Regions from separate parts of the Macaca mulatta genome. Here region 1 is linked to region 2. The links are chromatin contacts, called in public Hi-C maps. All regions are on one chromosome and are shown on one strand. Each heading gives the region's core, a stretch centred on a gene start, on an enhancer-like site or on the middle of the called end of the contact. The rest is flanking DNA. Distances are from core to core; before and after follow the strand shown.

The links. Hi-C and Micro-C count contacts between places; a contact is called where the count stands out from the background.
Region 1: a contact with region 2 is called in a Hi-C map of fetal cortex germinal zone, with 2.0 times the contacts expected there. The contact joins the promoter of IFT52 here to the promoter of SRSF6 in region 2. A contact is called at or near these places in 4 of 14 Hi-C or Micro-C datasets (CD4 T cells, cortical neurons, fetal cortex germinal zone and 1 more).

Annotation. Positions count from the first base shown.
Region 1 is chr10:96,426,075-96,433,036 of T2T-MMU8v2.0, reverse strand. It overlaps IFT52 (intraflagellar transport 52), which reads right to left and starts at 1,302. Exons shown (of 14, transcript NM_001261644.1): 1 at 1,205-1,302. It overlaps SGK2 (serum/glucocorticoid regulated kinase 2), which reads right to left. Exons shown (of 13, transcript XM_077951840.1): 13 at 1,655-3,570. The coding sequence ends at 3,424.
Region 2 is chr10:96,300,707-96,308,300 of T2T-MMU8v2.0, reverse strand. It overlaps SRSF6 (serine and arginine rich splicing factor 6), which reads right to left and starts at 1,854. Exons shown (of 6, transcript XM_015148969.3): 1 at 1,607-1,854; 2 at 1,238-1,386. The coding sequence starts at 1,713.

The DNA of each region.
Region 1 (6,962 bases), core at 53-2,552, 130 kb before region 2:
ACCTCTGCCTCCCGGGTTCAAGTGATTCTCCCGCCTCAGCCTCCCCAGTAGCTGGGATTACAGGCGCACGCGATAGTAGAGACGGTCTTTCACCAGGTTGGCCTGGAACTCCTGACCTCAAGTGATCCACTCACTTTGGCCTCCCAAAGTGCTGGGATTACAGGTGTGAGACACCTCGCTCGACTGGTTCAACTTTCTAAATTACTAAAAAAGCTGCCTGACCCCAATTCACCTTTCTAATGCTGATTTGAAATTCAGTACCACCTTCCCTATATAATAAATCCCTATATATAACTGGCTCTTATTCTGAGTTCTAATATATTCTATCTGCCTGTAAGCTCCTGCTGAGTTCCAAACTTTCTTTTTTAAAAATTTATTTATTTTTTTCAGAGATAGAGTTTCCCTTTGATGCCCATGCTGGTCTCTGACTCCTGGGCTCAAGGGATCCTCCCGCCTCAGTCTACCAAGTAGCCAGGACTACGGGCCCACACTGCTGCACCCATCTTCTAAGTAGTTTAATTGCTATACCTTTATGTTATAATATCTGGTGGCTCTGGAGAGCTAATTTCCCTTATTACCATTAATTTTAGAATTTTCCTGGCTACTTTCACATATTTCTTCTTCTTTAAGCACTTTAACATCATTTTGTCCAGTTGAAAAACTGCCCCCTCCATGATCCCACTAATGTGACACATCTATTTTTTTTGTTCGGTTAGTTCAGCCCCTGGTGAGAGTAGCAGGTCTGCGTTCCTGCACCGTCAGACTTAGCTAGAAATGCATTTCCTTAATGATACTATAAGGCCTTTAAAACTGTAAAAATAACGAATATTTGGGTAACGCTGCACAACCATTCTCTCGCTTTCTCTTCAATAACATTACCAGTCAAATTAGTATTTCCCACATGAATACCGAGGCATCGCAGCCACGACAGAAGAGAGATTAAGACTTTACGATTCCTCTTCCGATGCTCTTTCATAGTCAGCGGAACGACTAAAAAAGCCGCATCACCCGAGGCCCTGCAGATGGGCGCCCAACCAGAGCGCCAGGACCCCGGGCTACGTCCGCGCCCACAGTTTACTTCACCCCGGTGGACCCTGGATGTTCTATGACTGGCCCAGCGGCCTCGAAGAGTGTGTCGAGGCCCTCGCCAGCTCCCAGGCCGCCCCACCGCCCCAGCTGGCCCACCACTGTTGTAGCCCTTTACCTGACGCCCAGCGACCACCGGTCACCTGACGCCGCCCAGCATCCCGCGGCCAGGTATCCAAGGCCGCTTAGTAACCGGGGAGGAGCGGCGTTGCGCCGGGAGGCGTGGCCCAGGACGCAGCGCTAGCTCCGGCCGACGTGATGACGACAGCACGGAAGGCGCCTCTCCGTCGCAGGCGTCAGGGGTGTTGGGTAGGGAAGCTGGCTGGTGTGGGACTGTACCATTTGGTGCATGAGGGGCAAAGCCAAAAACAAGGAGAATTAACTTTTCACGAAAAATAAACCCATTTAATTTTGTTATTTAATATTAATTACGACTAAAGACTAATAACAACGGTAGGACCCAAGTGCCCAAACTTCGCTCCACCCACAGGGAGGAGAATAGTGAAGTCTTCCAGCGAGGGGATTGGAGAATACGCCAGCCTCGATTCCCAAGGCGCAGGCGCAGAGCGGAGCCAGGCGAGGGCGGGGCCGGGCGGAGGGCTGGGCCGGACTATCAGGAACTACTTACCGGAAAAGGGTGAGCTGGTTTAGTGTTGAGAATGATAACACCGGGTAATTCTGCTTTATGAACTCCGCATCTTCGCTCGCCGTGGTGCTAGGCATGAGCGCCGGCGGTGAGCCCGCAGCCCTTTGGGCGGGGAGTTAGAACTTGAACAGATTGTACAAAAATGTGAAAACTATGAACTGTATTAGGGAGTCTGACGACTAAGCTCGTCAAAAAGGTGCCCCTGTTGAGCAGAGTTTTGAAGAAAGAGTGGTATTTATTAAGGCAAAGGCTGGGGAAGGGCGTTCCGGGCAGAAAGAACTGCTTGTGCAAAGAGCATCACCAATACAGGTTGCCCTGCCATCGCCATTAAGGTGGGAAACCAGAAGCCTGCAACTACCAGCAGGCCACCCGACTACCCAGGAAAGCGCTCTGTGCCTGCCTTTAGAGGTGTGTGGATTTGTGAACAACGCTGCAGCAGCCTGGAAGACCCAAACTGAAGATTGCAGAGAGTTCTGACAGTTTTTATTTACATTTATGTTTGTCTTCGAGTTTAGGATATTAAAACACACAACTCTTGTTGCTTTTCACAATTTCTGTCACTGGAAATTTTAAAAGTGGAGACGGGCCGGACGCAGCGGCTCTCTCCTGTAATCCCAGCACTTTGGGAGGCCGAGGCAGGTGGATCTCTTGATCCCAGGAGTTCGAGACCAGCCTGGGAAACATGGCGAAACCCGGTATCTACTAAAAATACGAAAAATTAGCTGGGCGTGGTGGCGCGCGCCTGTAGTCCCAGCTGATTGGGAGACTGAGGTGGGAGGATTGATTGATCCTAGGAGGCTGAGGCTGCAGTGAGCCGGCATGGTGCCACCGCACTCTAGCCTAGGCAACACAGTGAATCCCTGTCTCAAAAAAAGAAAAAAAAAGTGGAGAAGGGGTGATATGTGAATTCTCTGTGTCAGATGGAGTGGCTCATGCCTGTAATCCTAGCACTTTGGGAGGCTAAATTGGGAGGACTGCTTGAGGCCAGGAGTTTGAGACCTGGGTAACAGTAACACCTTTTCTCTCCAATAATAATAGTAATAAGGAAGGAGACCACTACTCCTGCTGCCCTCCTCCCCTCACCTTGCCTAGTTCACAAGACAGGAGGAAAGAGAGGAAGAAACAAAAGTAAGATAAATAGCCAGACAACCTTGGCACTACCATCTGGCCCTAGGAGTTAAACAAAGTAATAATAACATCAACCCCTGACCTAAACTACTTATCTGTAAATTTCAGACACTGTAGGAAAAAAGCATTGTAAAACTTTCTGTTCTGTTAGCTGATGCAGGTAGCCCCCCAGTCACATTTCCCACGCTTGCTTGATTTATCACGACCCTTTTCACGTGGACCCCTTAAAGTTGTAAGCCTTTAAAAAGGCCAGGTATTTCTTTCTCGGAGAGCTCGGCTCTTAAGACGCGAGTCTGCGGACGCTCCCGGCGGAATAAAAAACCTCTTCCTTATTTATTTATTTATTTATTTTTTAAATTTTTATTTATTTATTTTTTTAAGATGGAGTCTCGCTCTGTCGCCCAGGCTGGAGTGCAGTGGCGCGATCTCCACTCACTGCAAGCTCCGCCTCCCGGGTTCACGCCATTCTCCTACCTCAGCCTCCCGAGTAGCTGGGACTATAGGCGCCCGCCACCGCGCCCGGCTGATTTTTGTATTTTTAGTAGAGACGGGGTTTCACCGTGTTAGTCAGGATGGTCTCGATCTCCTGACCTCGTGATCCGCCCGTCTCGGCCTCCCAAAGTGCTGGGATTACAGGCGTGAGCCACCGCGCCCCGCCGTCTTCCTTCTTTAATCCGGTGACTGAGGAGTTTTGTCTGTGGCTCATCCTGCTACAGTAATAATAAATAAAAAAAGAAAATTAGCCAGGCATGGTGGCAACCACATGTAGTCTTAGCTACTTGGGAGGCTGAGGTGGGAAGATTGCTGGAGCCCAGGAGTTCATGCTGCGGTGAGCCATGATCGCTGCACTGCACCCCAGCCTGGGCAACAGAGTGAGACACTGTCTCTTTAGAAAAAAAAAAAAAAGAGAGAGAGAGAGTTCTGTTCTTGGGGATGCTGTATTTTGGTGCAAAATTGGGTGAATACAGTTTGCAGTTAGGGTAATAATAGAAATGAAGTATTCTCACTGAAAAGAGAGTAGGCCATCCCATTTGAAGGCTGGGACAAATCTTGGGATCTTTCTGCCTGATATGCAGTCTGTGTTTGCTACAGCACCTGCCCAGAGCATTTCTCCCACTGTTAGAGATTGTAGAAAGACTAAGAGTTTTGGCCAGGCGCAGTGGCTCACACCTGTAATCCCAGCATTTTGGGAGGCCAAGGCGGGTGGATCACTTGAGGTCAAGAGTTCGAGACCAGCCTGGCCAACATGGTGAAACCCCATCTCTACAAAAAAAAAAAAAAAAAAAATTAGCTGGGTGTGGTGGTGGGCGCCTGTAATCCCAGCTTCCCAGCTGCTTGGGAGACTGAGGCAGGAGAATCACTTGAACCCAGGAGGCAGAGGTTGCAGTGAGCTGAGATCGCGCCATTGCACTCTAGCCTGGGCAACAAGAGTGTAACTCCGTCCCTGCTCCCCCGCCAAAAAAAAGGCAAGAGTAAGACTTTTAGAATCAGTAGTGACTGTCACCAAGTTCAGTTCCTTGCTGTGACTTGTACCAGCTGGGTGACCTTGGGCAGTTTTCATAATTTCTGAGCAAATGTATCCTATCTGTGAAGTCAATTTTTTTATTTTATTTTATTTATTTTTTTTTTTGCCGAGACAGAGTCTTGCTCTGCTGCCCAGGCCGGAGTGCAATGGCATGATCTCAGCTCACTGCAACCTCCGCTTCCTGGGTTCAAGCATTTCTCCTGCCTTAGCGTCCCAGGTAGCTGGGATTACAGGTGCCCGCCACCATGCCTGGCTAATTTTTGTATTCTTAGTAGAGACAGGGTTTCACCATTTTGGCTAGGCTGGTCTTGAACTCTTGACCTCGTGAATCGCCCACCTTGGCCTCCCAGAGTGCTGGGATTACAGGCGTGAGCCACCGCGCCCGGCCTGAAGTTACTAATTTCTAAATGCTGGCTTATAGTGAGGATCGTAGATAATGCATATACAACTTGGAATGTGCTCCATAAACATAGGTTGTAGCATGTTCCATTCAACAGTATAGTTTTTCTTCGTGTTTATTTTTTATCCTGATGAAAATAATTGTGCTTTTGCAATCTCAGAACAGATAGAACCATTATGTGTTTCACCGTCCATGGCTGATTGTGTGCTTCTGACACTACTATTACGTTTCTGATCATTATACTCTTGTCTTGCTTTGGGAAGTTAGGGGGATTTTGACCTCTCCCTCATCTTGTCCCACATCTGTCAATTAGCCGGCACTATCAAGATGGAAATCAGTATGTTTCTTTCAGCGTTCTTAGCACATGTGAAAGCTTAACATGAGCTCTTCCTGACCCAGTTTTGATCTCTAATAGCTCAGTGTCATTGGTGTTTTTTCTGTGGTCTCCCAGACTTGTCCCCCATGATTCCTGGGGTAGGGGGCTGGGTGGTCAAGACTTGAGGAAGAGAAAGAGTGGGATTGAATTAAGAGGAAAAGGCAATAAAATCACCAGCACACACTGATCTAAGAAAGTTCCTTCCCTTGTCTCCTAACCAAAAAGCTAATAAGGCCACTCAGGAGTATGAACCACACATTTGTAAAAAACAAACATCTTTTCTTATTTATTTATTCATTTATTTATTTACTTATTAATAAGACAGAGTCACACTCTGTCGCCCAGGTTGGAGTGCAGTGGCACGATCTCGGCTCACTGCAACCTCCGCCTCCCAGGTTCAAGTGATTCTCGTGTCTCCACCTCCCGAGTAGCTGGGACTACTGGCATGTGCCACCACGCTCAGCTAATTTTTTGTATTTTTAGTAGAGACGGGGTTTCACCATATGGGCCAGGCTGGTCTACAAACTCCTGACCTCGGCCTCCCAAAGTGCTGGTATTATAGGCGTGAGCCACCGCGCCCAGCCAAAACGAACCACTTTTCCACTGAAGGAAGCACAATCCATCCCACAAGTGTTCTGAATTTATGAGGTGTTATAGCTCACGTTCTGTCTGATCAGAATTACCTTTAGAAATGACTAATCTTGGCCGGACGCGGTGGCTCATGCCTATAATCCCAGCACTTTGAGAGGCCAAGGTGGGCGGATCATCTGAGGTCGGGAGTTCGAGACCAGCCTGACCAACATGGAGAAACCCTGTCTCTACTAAAAATACAAAATTAGCCAGGTGTGGTGGCGCATGCCTGTAAACCCAGCTACTCAGGAGGCTGAGGCAGGAGAATTGCTTGAACTTAGGAGGCGGAGGCTGCAGTGAGTCGAGATTGTGCCACTGCACTCCAGCCTGGGCAACAAGAGCGAAACTCAGTCTCAAAAAAAAAAAAAGAAAAAGAAAAGAAAAGGAAATGACTAATATTGAACATATGGAGCTCCATGGTGGCGAGGAAGTTCTAGGCATCAATTCTGCAGCAGCCTCCAGCTCTGACAAGCTCTGAGCTCCCCTATGTGCAGTGGAGCATGGCACGAACCTGGCAGCCAGCCTCAGACCAGGAGCGGCATCCCGTTCAATGTCTCCTCTTCGAGACCCCATTTCTCACACGTGGCTTGTTCCAGCCACCTTTTGACTTAGCTCCTCACTAGAGATTTTGGCAGTCATTCTGCCTGGACCTAGTAGCCAGAGCGAGAAGCAGACCAGTACAAAAGTTCAATGTGAGAGCCCTGGAGCCAGCTTGTAGGGCTCCAAGTCCCAGCTCCGGCCTTTATTAGTTATGTGGCCTTCAGGCAAGGAACAACTTATCTGACTCTGCATCTTCACTGGTAAAAAGGGGATAGTAATAATTCCTACCTCAGGGTTGTTTGGATGGAAAATTTGTAATAGACATGGAAGAGTCTAGCACAGCAACTAGCCCAGCATAGGCAGGCGATCTAAAGCTAACTTTGGCCAATTAAGCAAAAAAGGACTGTGTTAAAAAGGATCAGAAGTTCTCAGATCATTTGGAAAGCTAGATAAGACTTGAGGCTTGGGCAGGTGCAGTGGCTCATGCCTGTAATCCCAGCACTTTGGGAGGCTGAGGTGGGAGGATCACTTGAGGTCAGGAGTTCGAGAACAGCCTGGCCAAAATAGCAAAACCCTGTCTCTGCTAAGAATACAAACAATAATTAGCCAGGTGTGATGGCGCGTGCCTATA
Region 2 (7,594 bases), core at 605-3,104:
TTAGATGCCTTGTAATGATAAAAACGCATAATGTCTTTGAAAGTTAGTACAAACATATCAACTTTTATTTACTGGAGTAGGACTTTGCTATTATATTGCTAAACCTTCGACACATTTGTGATTTGCCATAAAATTAAATTAAGGGCAAGTCAAATAGACTAAATCCAACTAAACCTCTCCTACAATCTGTTAGAGAGTGACTGCTCCTTTATTCGATTTACCTCGCTAAGTTTTATTTTACAGAACATTGTAAAATATAAAACTTAACTGATTACATGCATTTCTACATTTTACAAAAATGTTTACTAGTTTTACACTAAGTACTTACATCACAGTGTGAGGTTTTTGGTGGTGGTTTGGCCACAAAACACGCAAGGTAACAGTCACCTAGTTCAGATTAACCAGTTTTGTCTAACCCTTGGAATCCTCACCATCACCCTGCGTCTAATGGCAAAAGGCTGCTGTCGTCATGGCTTCCGGTAAGGTCAGCCAAAGGGTCATAGGGCAAGGGTCACACAATGTATGGAAAAGCCAAGGCCAATCAGGAAAGGCAGTCATCTTAGCCTCAGTGGACACAGCCTCAGCCCCATTGGTCACTTTCAAATTGAAACATCAAGGACTTGTTAAAAAGTTTGAATTCAACATGCAACAATTTAAACATCAAACATTTAACATAACCAAAAATCCCCCCAACCTCCTCCCAGTAACATGCCCCAGTTAGTTCAAATACAGCATAAAGCTTATTTAGATCTACTTTGTGGTACAATACCACATTACTTAAAAATAGTACATTCTTCGGCCCCCATCAAGTTCCATAACTTTAAGACCTATACTTTAAGCTCCTCCCTTCCCCGTCCCCCGCCCCCCTACCCCACCTCCACCCCAGCCTGCCCCCGAACCTCTAACTAATGCACTGATAGGTAAGTAAGGAGAATACAACAAATACAGCCACTCCTTACTTCCTCTGTGGTTAGAACCTGTGACAGTGCTGACAAGGGGCCAGAAGAAGCCACCCCCCGCCCAACTTCGCAAATAAAACCAAACACCCAAACCCAATCCCCGCGCTCCGGCGTCCCATGGCTGCCCCGGGCAGACATGAAGGCAGCGGGGCTCGGGGACACCCGAGTCAAACGACCCCCAGCCCTCGCGCCTGCCCGGGCTGGGAGGCCCCAACCCACCCACCCCCGCCCGCCCCCAGGGTCCCCAAGGGCGCGGAGCGCGCGGGGGTGGGACTCACTGCGGCTTCCGTAGCTGTAGCCGTCGCGATCGCGACGCGGGCCCCTGGCGTGCTCTACGATCACGCGCTCGCCGCAGAGCTCCTTGCCGTTCAGCTCGTAAACGGCGTCGTCGGCGTCGCGGGAGTCCTCGAACTCCACGAAGCCGTACCTGGGGGCGGTGCCAGGGCCGGACAACGGCGGGGGCGTCGTTAGCCAGGGCGCGCCCGTGCGCGCGCCCGCACCCCTCAGCGCGCCCCCGCGACGCCGCGCCGTCGCCATCTTGGAGGCCCTGCCACGCGGCGCCGCGGCCTTGGCCGCCTTTTTCCTTGGAGAGTTCCCGCCGCCACCAGGCCTGGGACGCTGGGCGCGGGCGCCCAGGCTCGACTCACCCATTTTTGAGGTCTACTTCGAGGAGGCGGCCATAGCCACTGAAAAAGCGCTGGATGTCCTTCTCCCGGACGTTGTAGCTCAGGCGTCCTATGTAGACGCGCGGCATGTCCGTGGCGGGCGGGGGCCCAAGGGCTGGTTGTCGAACGGCGGACCGCAAGCCAGTAGCCGCGGTGCGGGTGCGGGGACGGCAAGAGCCCGAACACGCGCCTCACACCACAGCGGCGGCCGAGTCCAGCCACACAATGATGCGCGCGCGCGCCAGGCTTACGCTATATGGGCGGCCAGTGGGGCGGGGCCTGGCGCGTGACGTCAGCGCGCAGCGGCACGTCCGTCCCCAGTCGGCCCTGGGCTAAATGGTGACTGGCGAGTCAGCTGCCCGCGACGTTTCGGTGTAGTGCGGTCTTGCTCGCTTCTAGGATTTTTCTCCAGCCCTCCCCACCGTCTTTGAAAACACAGTGTCTCTAATGCAGCCGCAGAATTGTTTTCTAATTTGTACCTTTTATAAAACTGCGCGATCGATCTCTTTGGGGTTGAAGCTCGGGAGGCGGGCTGAGAGAATCCCCGTTTTTCATTGGTTCTCGAGGTGGTTATAATGGGTCGCCGCGGTCTCTGATTGGTGGGTTAAAACGAGGCTGCCTGTTTCCCCCAGCGATTGGTTGGTGCTCGTTTTGGTGGGGACCGCGCTCTCGGACCCAGTCGCTGGTCCGGTTTCGCAGAATCCGAGGATCACGCGCTGAGGTCTTGCTGACCGGGCGGGGGTCGCGTTGCGAACTTGCAGAGCCGCCATCAGCTTCTCCAAGTCTCACTCGCAGCCTTCTTCAGTCTTGGCCTCCCCGGACGTTCCCCTCTCCCTCCATGGGTCTTTCTTGGAGCCCTGTCAACTTGACTCACTTGTGGATTGGGGTGTCCGTGGGAATCCTACGCTCACTGTAGGTGCTCAAAAGGGAGCGCGGAGGAGACCCCGCAGCCCTCCTACAGCGATGAACAATTTTTTTTCTCCCGTATATAGAAAGTCCTTTGTCCCAATACTATCATTTCTTCCATTGACTTGAAAGTGCCTTATTTTGTGAGTTTATCAAGGGAGATGCTATTTAAAGCTGGAGAACCAGATGAAAACCTGTGGTTTAAGTTTAGGTGGGGAGCAGAAGACCCAGGCCAACGCCTGGGGTACTCTGAAATTTAAGTACAGGAAAGGAGACTGACGGGAAGGAGTGACTAGGGAGGTAGGGAGAAGACCAGGAGAGTAGGGTGTCACCGAAGCGAAAAAAAAAAAAAAAAAGGGAAGGGATATCACTGAGATAACATCAGCTCTTTAGATATTTTTGTATACCTGCTCTGAGTGGTGCAACCTGAATATCCTTCAGCTCCCGGTTGAAAAAGGGGGGTTTTGTCCTCCTGGAGCTATTTGGAAGTCTGGAGGGAAACGTTGTTGTTGTCACGACTGGGGGAGGTAGAGGCCATGCTTAAAGTTAGATAAACAAAAAATACGAGTCTGTAATCCCCACACCTTGGGAAGCCGAAGCAAGAGGATCTCTTGAGCCCAGGAGTTGAAGGCTGCAGTGAGCTACCACCATGCCACTGCACTACAGCCTGGGTGACAAAGCAAGACTCCAACTCCTTTGAAACATAAGACGCCCACGCCCACGCCCACGCCCACGCCCACGCCCACGCCCACGCCCACGCCCACGCCCACGCCCACGCCCACGCCCACGCCCACGCCCACGCCCACGCCCACGCCCACGCCCACGCCCACCGCGCGGAAGGCCACCCCTGCAGGTTGCTGCTACGAGCGCCTGCTGGCCAGCTTTTATTCCCTTCTTTGGCCCCACCCACATCCTGCTGATTGGTCCATTTTACAGAGCGCTCATTGGTCCATTTTACAGAATGCTGATTGGTCCATTTTTACAGAGTGCCGATTGGTACGTTTACCAACCTTTAGCTAGACACAGAGTGCTGATTGGTGTGTTTACAATCCTTTAGCTAGACAGAAAAGTTCTCCAAGTCCCCACCTAACCCAGAAGCCCCACCAGCTTCACCTCTGGGTAGGCAGAATGAGGGTTCCCCCTAATCCTAATCCCTGAAATCTGTGAAGATGTTACTTTATATGTCAAAAGGGACTTTGCAGATCTGGTTAAGTTGAGCATCTTGAGATGCAGAGATGCCCCGGGATTATCTGGGTGGGCCCAATGTGATCATAAGGGTGCTTACAAGAGGGGGACAGGAGAGCCACAGTCAGAGAAGCAGATGTGACAAAGGAGGCTGGGATTGGGGTCGAAGTGATTGACTGTAAGGAAGTCACAACCGAAGTTAATGGCTTTGAAGATGGAGGAAGGAATCATAAGCCAAAGAGTGCCAGTAGCCTCTGGAAGCTGGAAGACAGGAGGGAACAGATTCTCCCCTAAAGCCTCCTGAAAGAATGCAGCCCAGGCCAGGCGCTGTGGCTCACACCTGTGCAATCTCGGCTCACTGCAACCTCCGCCTCCTGGGTTCGAGTGGTTCTCCTGCCTCGCCTCCCGAGTAGCTGGGGTTACAGGCATGCGCCACCACGCCCAGCTAATTTTGTATTTTTAGTAGAGACGGGGTTTCACCATGTTAGTCAGGCTGGTCTCATCTCGAACTCCCAACCTCAGGTGATCCACCCGCCTCGGTCTCCCAAAGGCGTGAGCCACCGCGCCCAGCCCAACACCAGCTCTTTAGATATTTTTGTATTCCTGTTCAGTTTTGAGTGGTGCAACCTCAATATCCTTCAGCTTTGGGTTGAAAAAGCGGCGGGGGGCGGGGGGGAGCGGGTTGCCCTCCTGGAGCTATTTGGCAGTCTGGAGGGAAACGTTGTTTGTCACGACTGGGGGAGGTAGAGACCGTGCTTAAAGTTAGATAAATAAAATATATGAGTCTGTAATCCCTGCACCTTGGGAAACGGAGGCAGGAATATCTCTTGAGCCCAGGAGTTCGAGGTTGCAGTAAGCTATGATCATGCCACTGCACTGCAGCCTGTGTGAAAAAGCAAGACTGACTCAAAGAAAGAAAGAAAAGCAAGGAGCAAGGCATGGTAGCTCACGCCTGTAATCCCAGCACTTTGGGAGGCCCAGGTGAGAGGATTGCTTGAGCCCAGGAGTTCGATATCAACCTGGGCAACATGGCGAGATCCCGTCTCCACAAAAAAAAAATATATATATATATTTTTTTTTTTAATTAGCTAGGCATGGTGGCACATGCTTGTAGTTCCAACTACTGGGGAGGCTCTCAACAGGGGGCAGTGGTTCTCAACAGGGGGCAGTTCTGTCCCCCCAGGGGATATCTGTCAGTATCTGAAGACTTTCTGGTTGTCGCAGCTGGAGGAGGGAAGAAGCTGCTGGTATCTCATGGGTAGAGGCTAGGGATGTCATGAAACATCCTACAAGGCGCAGGACAGCCCCACCACGAAGAATTATCTGGCCCAGAATGTCAATAGCTGAGGTTGAGAAGTGCTAGTCCAAATGAATCCTGTACAGAAGTTTTTTTCTTTTCTTTTCTTTTTTTTAAAAAAAATAGAGACAGGATCTCCCTATGTTACCCAGGCTGATCTCGAACTCCTGGGCTCAAGGAGTTCAATCCTCAGCCTCCCAAAGTGCTGGGATTACAGGCATGAGCCACCATGCCCAGCCTACAGAAGTTTGTAAAACGAGGTTTGGACTAGCTTGGCAACATGCAATCCAATCTCCCAGTTGGAAGAGCCTCAGAGGATCTTTCAATCATCTGAATCATGATTCTTTCTAACTCTGTCACTGACAGTTTCCAATTCTGGATTCTGTTTCTGGAGCAACTGCTGCTATATTCACTTCACTCCATACAGATACACCTGAGTTGCTACGAAAGGGGATTTGCCGGGCACGGTGGCTCACACCTGTAATCCCATCACCTTGAGAGGCAGAGATGGGATCACCTGATCCCAGGAGCACAAGACCAGCCTGAGCAACATAGCGAGACTCCATCTCTATAAAAAGAAAGAAAGAAAGAAAAAAAAAAGACCAAGAGTGGCGGTGCATGCTTGTAGTCCTAGCTACTCCAGGGACTGAGGTGGGAGGATCACTGGAGCCCTGGAGGTCAAGGCTGCAGTGAGTTGTGATGGCTCTACTTCACTCCAGCCTGGGTGACAGAGCAAGACTCTTGTCTAAAAAAGAAAGAAAAGAAAGGAGAGAAAGGAAACAAAGAAAGAAGAAAAGAAATGACCTCCCATGCTGCACATCTACCATTTCTCCTTTGATTTGTTCTCCCAACACATCAGCAGCGTTGGGTCCTCAGGAAGACTCCACAGCATGGTGACAATCCAACACCTCTCTCAATTATGATATCTGAAGCTGTTTTCTCTTCCGCAGCAGTGCTCTTGGGTTTCTTGTTAGGGGTAGCCACGGGGCTTTGGGAAAGAGAAGTGAGAGGAAGAGCGGATGATATCACAGCTGCATCTTTCTCTTTGACAAACGAATTCCCCATCCTTCAATAAATACTACCCCACTGACTCCCGGAAGCAACATCCACTCCCACCAATACCATAAAAGTGTCATTTCGGCCGGGCGCGGTGGCTCAAGCCTGTAATCCCAGCACTTTGGGAGGCCGAGGCGGGCGGATCACAAGGTCAGGAGATCGAGACCACAGTGAAACCCCGTCTCTACTAAAAATACAAAAAATTAGCCGGGCGCGGTGGCGGGCGCCTGTAGTCCCAGCTACTCAGGAGGCTGAGGCAGGAGAATGGCGGGAACCCGGGAGGCGGAGCTTGCAGTGAGCCGAGATCGCGCCACTGCACTCCAGCCTGGGCAACAGCGTGAGACTCCGTCTCAAAAAAAAAAAAAAAAAAAAAAAAAGTGTCATTTCCTGCTTCAACTCTTGCAAATAATGAATTTTAACACATTTTTTAAAAATGAGAGTTTGATGAGTAAAAAATGTTATTATTGTCAAATTCTCCCTTCTGTAACTATATTCCATGAACTTGTTTGTTTAAGCCTCTCTCTCTACACATATTTGTGTATATATGCATGTATAAATCTTGCTGCTGCCCACTCTTTGAGTCTGCACTATCTTTAAGAGCTGTAACCCTCACTGCAGAAGGTCTGTGGCTTAACACCACGAACCCACCGGAAGGAAGAAACTCCAGACACATCTGAACATCTGAAGGAACAAACTCCGGACACACCATCTTTAAGAACTGTAACACTCACCGCGAGGGTCTGTGGCTTCATTCTTGAAGTTAGTGAGACCAAGAACCTGCCGGAAGGAACCAATTCCGGACACACTACCACAGGGACTCTGAAATTTTGTTAAATTCAGGAATGGAAGCTGGGTGCAGGAACTTGTGCTTTGTAATCCCAGTGCTTTGGGAGGATGAGGTGGGAGGATCTCTGAAGGCCAGGAGTTCAAGACCAGCCTGGGCAATATAGCAAGTCTACAAAAAATGAAAAAAGGCTGGGCATGGTAGCTAACACCTGTAATCCCAACACTTTGGGAGGACGAGGCGGGCAGATCACTTGAGGTCAGGAGTTCGAGACCAGCCTGGCCAAAATGGTGAAACCCCGACTCTACCAGAAACACAAAAAATTAGCCAGGTGTGGTGGTGCAGGCCTGTAATCCCAGCTACTCGGGAGACTGAGGCACAAGGTTCGCTTAAACCCGGGAGGTGGAGGTCACAGTGAGCAGAGACTGCACTACTGCACTCCAGCCTGGGCGACAGAACAAGACTATGTGTCAAAGAAAGAAAGAAAGAAAAATGTTAGTAGGCATGGTGGGACGCACCTGTAGTCCTAGCTACTTGGGAGGCAAAGGCAGGAAGATCACTTGCAACTGCTCTCCAGCCTGGGCCACAGAGTGAAAACCTGTCCCCCTGCCTTCCAAAAATTTAGGAATGGCAACTGGGAAGTGGCTAAAAAGGTAAGGAAACATCCCAAAAGAGTGTGGTGTCACAGCAGCTAGGAGTGGAAAGAGTTTCAAGGAAGTAGTGGTTAATTGACAAACAAGTT